2 separate regions of the Rattus norvegicus genome follow, and region 1 is linked to region 2. A link is a contact called in public HiChIP or PLAC-seq data. All regions are on one chromosome and are shown on one strand. The core of a region is the stretch at or near the end of the contact, and the rest is flanking DNA. Distances in the headings are between cores, read along the strand shown.

What was found. HiChIP or PLAC-seq counts read pairs in DNA pulled down with a chosen protein or histone mark.
Region 1: a contact with region 2 is called in an H3K27ac HiChIP or PLAC-seq map of oligodendrocytes, with 2.8 times the contacts expected there. The contact joins the promoter of Ubap2 here to the promoter of Ube2r2 in region 2. A contact is called at or near these places in 1 of 12 Hi-C or Micro-C datasets (the A7r5 cell line) and 1 of 1 datasets of contacts at active chromatin or transcription factors (oligodendrocytes).

The regions. Positions count from the first base shown.
Region 1 is chr5:61,230,345-61,235,172 of GRCr8, forward strand. It overlaps Ubap2 (ubiquitin-associated protein 2), which reads right to left and starts at 2,415. Exons shown (of 28, transcript NM_001107928.2): 1 at 2,317-2,415.
Region 2 is chr5:61,079,798-61,084,231 of GRCr8, forward strand. Ube2r2 (ubiquitin-conjugating enzyme E2R 2) reads left to right here and starts at 2,755. Exons shown (of 5, transcript NM_001127573.2): 1 at 2,755-3,106. The coding sequence starts at 2,930. LOC120103060 (a long non-coding RNA gene) reads left to right here and starts at 3,497. Exons shown (of 2, transcript XR_005505168.2): 1 at 3,497-4,434. It also overlaps a transcript of Nol6 not described here.

The sequences.
Region 1 (4,828 bases), core at 1,165-3,664, 150 kb after region 2:
GCAATTACCACAATCCTTTCTCATGGCCTCATTCTCTGCCATGTTACTACTTCCACCCATATTTCAAACAAAACAATCTCCCTTTCTCTGAGATGTTTAGTTTTTGAAGGTCAGAGGCAGCAAGGAAAGGAATGGGGGAGGGATCAGAAGTGTGGGAAACATACCGGTCACCCACCAGGGATGAGGGGAGGGATCTCTTACAGAACTTAAATGAACCCTAAGTAGGAAAAATAGTGACAGCACGCAAGTGTAGAATGGGAAACACCTTTGCCCAGTAAGACAAATCTCAAAGCTACTGGAAAATGGCCCTAGCAGAGAGGCCGTGAAGGCAGACAAGATATATCGGACAACCTCCCAAGAGTAGGATGTATTCTTCCCTAAAAGAGGTAAAGACCATACTAAAGAATCGCCCAATGTCCAAGCTACACTACAGGAGAACTTAGGTGTGAGAGTATGAGAATCACCTCCCTTCTACCTTTATTGGAAAAACCAACACTAAGAACAAGCACCAGATGGTGGGTGGTAGTTCGTACCTTTAAGCCTGGCACTTGAAGGTAGAGACAGGCGATTTCTCCAGGTCAAGGCCAGCCTGGTCTACAAAGTAAGTTCCAAGACAGTCAGGATCACACCGATGAAAAACTGAAGGGAGGTTTAAAAAATAAACAAACAAACAACAACAAAAACCAGACAATTCAGAGGGAGTACTGGCATGCCCATTGGTAGGGGGTTTATAAAAAAATAAAAGAGGGCTGGAGAGATGGCTCAGTGGTTAAGAGCACTGACTGTTCTTCCAGAGGTTCTGAGTTCAATTCCCAGCAACCACATGGTCCAGCAACCACATGGTGACTCACAACCATCTGTAATGGGATTCGATGTCCTCTTCCGGTGTGTCTGAAGACAGTGTACACCTTTCCACTTTCTCATCTGGCACCGTGTACTTATATATAATAAATAAATTTAAAAAACAAAGAAAGAGAACGCAAAGAGTTCATTGTAACCAGGCACAGTAATGTTTGCCTGTAATCCATGCAACCTGATCCTAGCAAGGAAAGACTGAGGCCAGAGGTGCATGGTGACTCATGCCTTTAATCCCAGTGCTTGGGAGGCTGAGGCAAGTGGATCCCTATGAGTGCAAGACCGGCATGGTCTACAAAGCAAGTCCTCAATATGAAGAAACCCTGTTTCCAAAAGCTAGCGAGGGAGGGAGGGAGGGAGGAAGGGAGGGAGAAGAGAGACAGACAGAGCCAAGAGGATTTTGAATAGAAAGCCAGCCTTAGCTAGGGAGTGAGTGCATCCCTCTCTCAAAAACGCCCCCAAAAAAGGAATGCTCTCCAAAAGATGATCTCTGGGCACTTCATGGAATCACCAAAGCTCCAATTATTACTGTACACAATTGCTGGAGAAAAGTAAAAAGTAGGAGTAGGCAGAGTGTGCACCTTGGAAATGAAGTAGAAAGGCGTATGAGATTATGTTAAAGCAAGAAACAGCAGGAAGAATTCCAAGACCAACCCCAAGAGAAAACAAGAGTCCTGAGTGGTGACAGTTGCTATGCCTGGGCAACTAAAACTGAAAATGTAGGGGGAAAGGTTTTGGGAAAGCTGGATAGTAAAGTGATAAAGAAACTGGTAAGGAAAACCGAGTTGGAATGCACCAGGTTCAAGAATTAGCATTTGATTTTCTAACAGGCACGCTTTACAGTTCACAAGCACTCTTAACTTACGTTAAAGAATAAACTATGACACAAACAGACTTCAAGAACAGGGCAGGAGAAAGAAAACTTGAGTTTCAACTAACACCAAAGACCTCAGGAATGAAAAGTAGTAAAACTGAACTATGCCTTCAGGTTAAGTAGGGAGAGACTAAAGCGCAGAAGTTGGGCTCTAAGACCAGTCCCAGGAACGCCGCCAGACGAGAAAGCGGAAAGGTGGTCAGAATGAGGGCGACAGCGTGGCGGAGAAGCTCCAGCCAACACGCCGGGACCGAGGTGGGAGAGAAAACCACACCCTCCAGGATAAAAACCCAAAGTGGGGGAGGGGAAGGCGCCCCCTGGGGCTGGGTGGGGCCGGCCAACTAGGATTGGGGGGAGCAGGAAGCACAGGGCAACCTGAGCGGGAGAGGAAGGAGAGTGCCCAGGCCTGGACACACTACAGAAACATGAAGCCAGCGAGGGAAGCTCGGCCCGGTCCACCCGGGTAGACGCTGGGGCATCCCAAAGGGGGTTGGGAGTTCAGAAGACCTAAGCCCTGGTCCAGAAAGCATACACCGCAGGGTTCATGGCTCTGGAAAAGAGACTGAAGGGGATAGTGTGGCAATTACCGCTGCTGCTCTCGTTGGACTCGGGACCCGCCGCCGCCGCCGCCGCTCGTTACCTGCCAATGTGCCTCTTACAAAGCGGCGGCGGCGGCAGAGGCGGCCCTGCCCGTCACGTGATCCCTACGTCATGGGAGAGGGCGGAGCCAGTACTTGAAGCTTGAACGCGGTTACCCGGCTGGTTAACACAGCTCTGGGAGCTGAGCGAGAGGGACTATGTGGAGGCGGCGGGGATGCTAGCATTGCGAGTGGTCGGAGTTTCAGGGTCGTATTATCCACAGCCTACAGAGAACCCACTATTAAGGCGTGCGGTCGCTCTATGATGACCTCAGAGACACTGCAAGATACTCGATGCGTGCGTCTCTGTCGTCACGTGACAGGGTACAGCCACTCAAAGCAAGCCTGGCTACTAGACGTTGCGGGAGCGAACTACAACTCCCAGCGTGCTGCGCGGCAAAAGCACTGTCTACGGCCGCCTTTTCTCGGCGAGCTTGTAGATACAAGTCCTGACTCTGGCTCCAACGAGCACCGCATGGCTAGCTTCCGAGCTAGTACCATTGGGTGCCACCTGCCAAGCGAACCAGCGTGGTTTCTGCAGGAAGGTGTAGTTCTGGCGGAGAGTGGGTTCAGCTACCACGTTGCGGGACTGGCGCTCCGCCCTGCCCTCTGCGCGGGAAAACGCCAACGGCCAGCCGCCAAACCGAGACACCCAGAACGTCCTCCCGCTGAAGGCCTCGAGACTTCAATGTACTCAAATGCGGATTGCTTTCTGCATTCCCAACTCTCTTCTACAGGAAACGACTACCATTTCTTGAGCGCCTACGCGATGTTAGAGATTTATACAGTCGTGTTCTAGCCCAAGATCGGTCCGGTTTTGCAAATAGGAAAGGAAGAGTGTTTTAGGTTTTTGAGACAGGGCTTCCCTGTTTTGAAACTCACTCTGTAGTTCAATACTGGCCTCAAACTCACGAAGATCCACCTGCTTCTGCTTCCTGAGTGCTGGGATTAAAGGCGTGTGACACCACCGCTAGACTCAAATGATGATTAATCACTCACTAGCTTATCTTTAAGAAACAAATGTTGGGGCTGGGGATTTAGCTCAGTGGTAGAGCGCTTACCTAGGAAGCGCAAGGCCCTGGGTTCGGTCCCCAGCTCCGAAAAAAAGAACCAAAAAAAAAAAAAAAGAAACAAATGTTGAGGGCTGGAGAGATGGCTCAGTGGTTAAGAGCACTGACTGCTCTTCCAGAGGTCCTGAGTTCAAATCCCAGCAACCACATGGTGGCTCACAACCATCTGTAGTGAGATCTGATGCCCTCTTCTGGTCTGAAGACAGCTACAATGTACTTACAAATAAATAAATCTTAAAAAAAAATTAAAAAAAAAAAAAAAAAAAGAGCACTGACTGCTCTTCCAGAAAAAAAGAAACAAATGTTGAAAACACTTTCACTCCAGCCCATACTAACCTAGCCTCATTGTGCAGTACTTGGTGACCTCTAACTCTCCACAGTCATCCTGCCTTGGCCTTCCAAGTGGTGGGATTACACACAAGAGCCACCCACCATGCCTGGTTAGTATAATATATTTCAAATATATACATACATATAAAATGTATATTTTATTATATACATAATGTGTATGGATGTTTTACCTGTATGTATATATGCACCATATGCATGCCTAGCCAGAAAATGGGATTGGATCCTCTGAAACTGAAGTTATAGTTATAATTCATATTCTAGGTGCTGGAAATCAAACGAACACCCTCTGGAAAGACAGGTATTCTAAACAGCTGAACTGTATCTTGTTAAAAATTATACATTGAGGGGTTGGGGATTTAGCTCAGTGATAGAGCGCTTGCCTAGGAAGCACAAGGCCCTGGGTTCGGTCCCCAGCTCCGAAAAAAAGAACCAAAAAAAAAAAAAATTATACATTGAAACATAATATAATGTGACTATGAGTGCATATACATCTACAACGTTGTAGTTCAGTAAACATTACCTCAATTTGAGTTTTCCTGGACTGTAAAAATTAAGAGGTCCAGTAGCCCGGAGTGGTGGGATAAGCCTTTGTTCCCAGGAAGCAGAGGCTGGCTGATCTCTTTTGAGTCCAGTTTGAGTCCAGTCTGCTTAGTTTATAGAGCAAGTTCCAGAACAGCCAGGGCTACAACAGCAAACCCTGTCCCAGGAAAGAGAAAGAGATTATATAAACTATCTGGTTGGCACACAATAAGCCCTCAACAAACAGAATTATGTTCACACCCTGTTTATACCCATAAGGTGCAGCTGGTTTAAGCAAGATGGAAAAGGGATTTTTCTTATACTGATGGGGGTACAGTGCTAATTACTAACTTGCTAGTTACTAATAGACTTGATCTATTTAGCCTACCTGTCTAGACAATTGAAATTTTAAACAGGCCTGCCCAGTTCAAGGGAAGTCTTTGTTTTTCTGCCTGAATTTTACAGGCAGAACAAAAAGAACATATTATCCTGATTATTCATGTGTAGGTGTATCTTATCTT
Region 2 (4,434 bases), core at 1,505-4,004:
CTATCTGTGCGCCATGTGTATATAGGTCTCATAGAAGTAAGAAAAGGGTGTTGGATCCCATTGTAAGTGGAGTTACAAGTGCTTTTGAGTCAAGATGTGGGTGCTGGGAACTAAATCCAGGCCCTTAGCAAGAACAGAAACACAGAACCATTTCTCTGGTGCCCTCCTTTTTTATATTAAAAACATATACGTGTGAATGTGTATCTCTGTGTAGGTAAGTGCATATGAGTGCGGGTGCCTTAGAGGCCAGGAACATCAGATTCCCTGGAGCTAGAGTTGTATGTGCTTGTGATCTGATGTGGGTGCTGGAAGTTGAATTCAGGTCCTTTGGAAGAGAGGTACATGCTCTTAACCACTGAGTTATCTCTCCAGCCCCTAGGCTTGAATGTGTAACACAGACATACAGCAGACAAAAACATGTGTGTGTGTGTGTGTGTGTGTGTATACAGAATAAAATACATCTAAAATATTTAAACAATTTAAAATCACATTATGTATTTATTTAGTGTGTGTCATGGGAAGTGCTGGGTGTAGGTCAGAGAACAACTTGTGGGAGTTAGTTTTTTACTTCTACCATGTGGATCCTGGGACTCCTCTGTTATCAGACTTAGCAGTGGTTCCTTTTATCTGCTGAGGCTTCTCGCAGGATCTTTGTTTTTGAGACAGGGTCCTGTGTAGCCCAGGCTGTCTCAGAACTGATCCTCTTGTCTGTAGTCCCAGAGTGCTGGGACTGGAGGTGGGCAGCAGCACCACCTGGGTTGTTTTGTTTTGCTTTTGAAGACAGGGTTTCCCCATCTAACAACCCTGCTGTCCTGGACTCAATCTGTAAACCATGCTGGTCTCGAACTCACAGAGTTCCACCAGCCTCTGCTTCCGGAGTGCCGGGATTAAAGACGTGCCCCACCACACCCTGCCCACTTGTATTTTACGACAGGTTCTTCTGTAAATCAGGCTCTTTCTGCTTCAGCCTCCAGAACCTTGGGATCACAAAGCATGTAGCATCATGCTGAGCTGTCAGTAGGTTTATAAATCACAGTAATTGCTCTATCCTGTGGAAGATGTTGTAATAGGGAAACTGGGTGCTAAGTACACAGGAACTTTACTGTTTCTCTGTATGTAAATCTTCTGTAGAAATAGTCTTATATGCTGTGAATATAACTTAATCATTACAATTCCTTGTTAGGTGTATTTAATCTTTTACAGAATCTGATCAAGTGAGGAGTTAAAATGAAGCTTTCTGAACCTTGGGTTGTTTGGAACTTGTCTCAGTGTTCTGCTTTCTTTCTTCCTTTCTTTCTTTCTTTCTTTCTTTCTTTCTTTCTTTCTTTCTTTCTTTCTTTCTTTCTGACAGGGTCTCTCTATGTAGCCCTGGCTGTTTGAACTTGCTGTGTATACCAGGCTATCCTTGAACCCACAATCAGACTGTCTCTGCCAATCAAGTGCTGAAATCAAAGGCATTTGCCACCATCGAAGCCCACAATCCTAGCATGTTCTAACCCAGGAACTGAAGACTGTGTCTTCCTAGCCATGCGTCCAGGTAGATCCACAGCCTTCTGTTTTTAGAGACAGGGTCTCACAACATAGTACTGACTGGCAAGGAACTACTTAAGTAGACCAGGTCGGCCTCATATTGATCATTTTGCTTTTGTTCCTTTCCAAGCGCACACCAGGCCGACATCAATATTTTGCAAAGAAGTAAACCAAGGTGTAGCCAGCACTCTTCCCCAAATCTCATATAGACCCCGTAATCAGGTTCAATATTAGTATTCTACGCTTTCTACACAACCTATTCTCGGTAAAAGGAAGCAGGAGCTAGCCTGCTTTTCTCCAGCCCTCCTTTGGGAGACTGCCTTCCCTGAGACTTGTCTAGGGGCTCGATCTGCAGGAGACGCAACCTAATGAAGCACTACTAAATGTAAGGACCACAGCCTGGGTGTCACCGAGGGGAGCCCGCAGAGGACCAGGGCTCCTCATAGGAAGGCTGCGGAGGCCAGGGGACACACAGGGCGATAGCGCCGAGAGCCTAAGGAACTGAGGTTCCTTCCGGGACACGCCTCTGGAACCGCGGCGTCCAGCCGCACAACCGTCACTTAGGGCCCAAAGCGATCCTCTGCGACCCGCCCTTGATCCCCACCTCCGCTTGGCTCTTTAAGGGTGGGGGACACGCGCAGGCGTCACAAAGCGCAGCCACCGTGGGGCCTGGCGGGGGAGAAGCGAGCAGGCGGGAGCAAGAGCAGGAGCAGAGTAGAGCAGAGCACAGCGAGGAGGGCGGGGGGAGGGAGGGGCGCGCGCACGCGCACCGGGCCGCTGCCGCTGCGAGCCGCCCCCCTCCCGGCGCGCGCCCCTCCTCCTCCTCTCCCTCCCTCCCTCCCTCCTTCTCTGCTCTGTCGCTCCCGCGGCGCGAGGCGCTCTCGCTCTCCTTCTCCGCCCCTCCCCCTGCGCAGCCGCCGCCGCCGCCGCCGCCGTCCCGAGACCCCAGCGCACGGCGCGCCCTCCCTCGTGCGCCCCTCCGGCCCCCGCGGAGAACGAGAGGGCAAGCGAGCACGGCGATCCCGGGCCGGCTCGGCCCCCCTGTCTTCACCATCGCCTGCCCTCCGCCGCCTTCCTTCGCTTCCACCTCCACTCCCCCCCCCACAAGTAGAGGCCCCCTCCGGGGGGGGGGGAGGCCCGGGGCCCGGAGCGGATTCCCCCAACTCCCTTAGGCCCGCCCCCGCCCGGCCCGAGTGTGAGGAGGGCCCGGGCCGGCCCGCGTCGTGAGTGAGGAGGACCCCGGGCGGGCCCGCGGGCCGTCTGGGGCCTGGTCCGGCCCCGCCAGGCGTGTGAGGACAGGGGCCCGGCCCGGCCCGAGGGCGAGCGGAGGGGAGGGGCCTGGTCCGGCCCGGCCGGTGCGCGAGGACTGGGGCCGCGGCCCCGCACGGCCGCCGCCGCGATGGCCCAGCAGCAGATGACCAGCTCGCAAAAAGCCCTGATGCTTGAGCTGAAATCCCTGCAGGAGGAACCGGTGGAGGGCTTCCGGATCACCCTGGTGGATGAGTCCGACCTCTACAACTGGGAGGTGGCCATCTTCGGACCCCCTAACACCCTCTACGAAGGCGGCTACTTCAAGGTACCGCCACCCTTTCCCGGCCCAGCTTCCCCTGTCTCCGCTTTCCGCCGCTGGCCCGGAGCGTGAGCTCTGGGGAGCCGAGGGGGCTCCTCACCTCGCATCCCCCTCCCCCATCCGTAGAGGCAGGAAGGCCTTGCTCACCAAGTGCCTTTTCTTTGTCATGGGGCGGGGGCGGGAGGCCAGACTGCACCGGGAAATAGGAAAGCCTCTGTGGCTGGGGTAGTGGCTACCGGGAAGGAGGGTTGCCTTTGTTTTGTTTCTCCAGCTGAGGGGTGTGTGGAAATAGAGATGGTCTATCTTCTCTTTCTCGATCCATCCGAGCCTTCTCTGCGCAGGCTGGAACTGCCCCAGAGGGCAGGGTGACCTGCACTTATTGGATTGGACTTTTCTCTTTTTTTGGGGGGGTGGTGTGGGGGAGGAATATTAGTCTGTCATTTCCTATGTGGCTGGTGCCCTGACATTTGGAGGATTTGTTGGTCTTGGGTAGTGGTAGTTCAACTTTTGCTTACTGTAGGTGGTAATAAGGAAGAGGACCCTGGGGGTGGCCAAAAAAGGGAGGGTGGTGTGCTGGCGTTGTCTTTCTGTTCATCCGCTTGAGGGGACTTCAGTTTAGTCCTCTTTTTTGCCCTCGTTTTCCCATTTACTTTATAGTCAGTCTCTGCTGTTGCCAAAATGCCCTTTGTCCTTTCCTACCGAGTTTACTAGCAACCCCCCACCCCCCATGTACAAACATCCACAAAGGGTGGAACACGTCAGGCAGATGGATAGTTTCCCACTTTAGGGAGACAAGATTAAAAGCTTTTCCTTAGGTGGTTGTTAGCTCCAGCAAATGGGGTCGTCCCACAGATGAGCCGCATCCGAGGTGACAGGGTTTCTCGTGGTGGAGTGGTTCCTTAGGCAGCCACTATATAGACATTGTTTCTATTGTTTTCCATGAATTATTCCTGAGTTCAGTACTTGGAGATACTGAGTTGTTTTTTTTTTTTTTTTGTCTTGATTTGACTGAAGCGTTTTTTGTTTGTTTGTTTGTTTGTTTTGGGAGGGTAGAATCCCTGAGTGAAGATGGAGTAGGGGTAGAGACAGAGGAAATGGGTGTTTAGGAACCCATTTATTTTTTTATTTTATTTTATTTTATTTTTTTTTTTTTTTGGTTCTTTTTTTCGGAGCTGGGGACCGAACCCAGGGCCTTGCGCTTCCTAGGTAAGCACTCTACCACTGAGCTAAATCCCCAGCCCCAGGAACCCATTTATTATTTTATTTCCAAAATTAGGTAAAATAGGCCAATGAGTCAATTTTAGTTTGTTTTGAAGGGAGGGGTTATCTTGGCA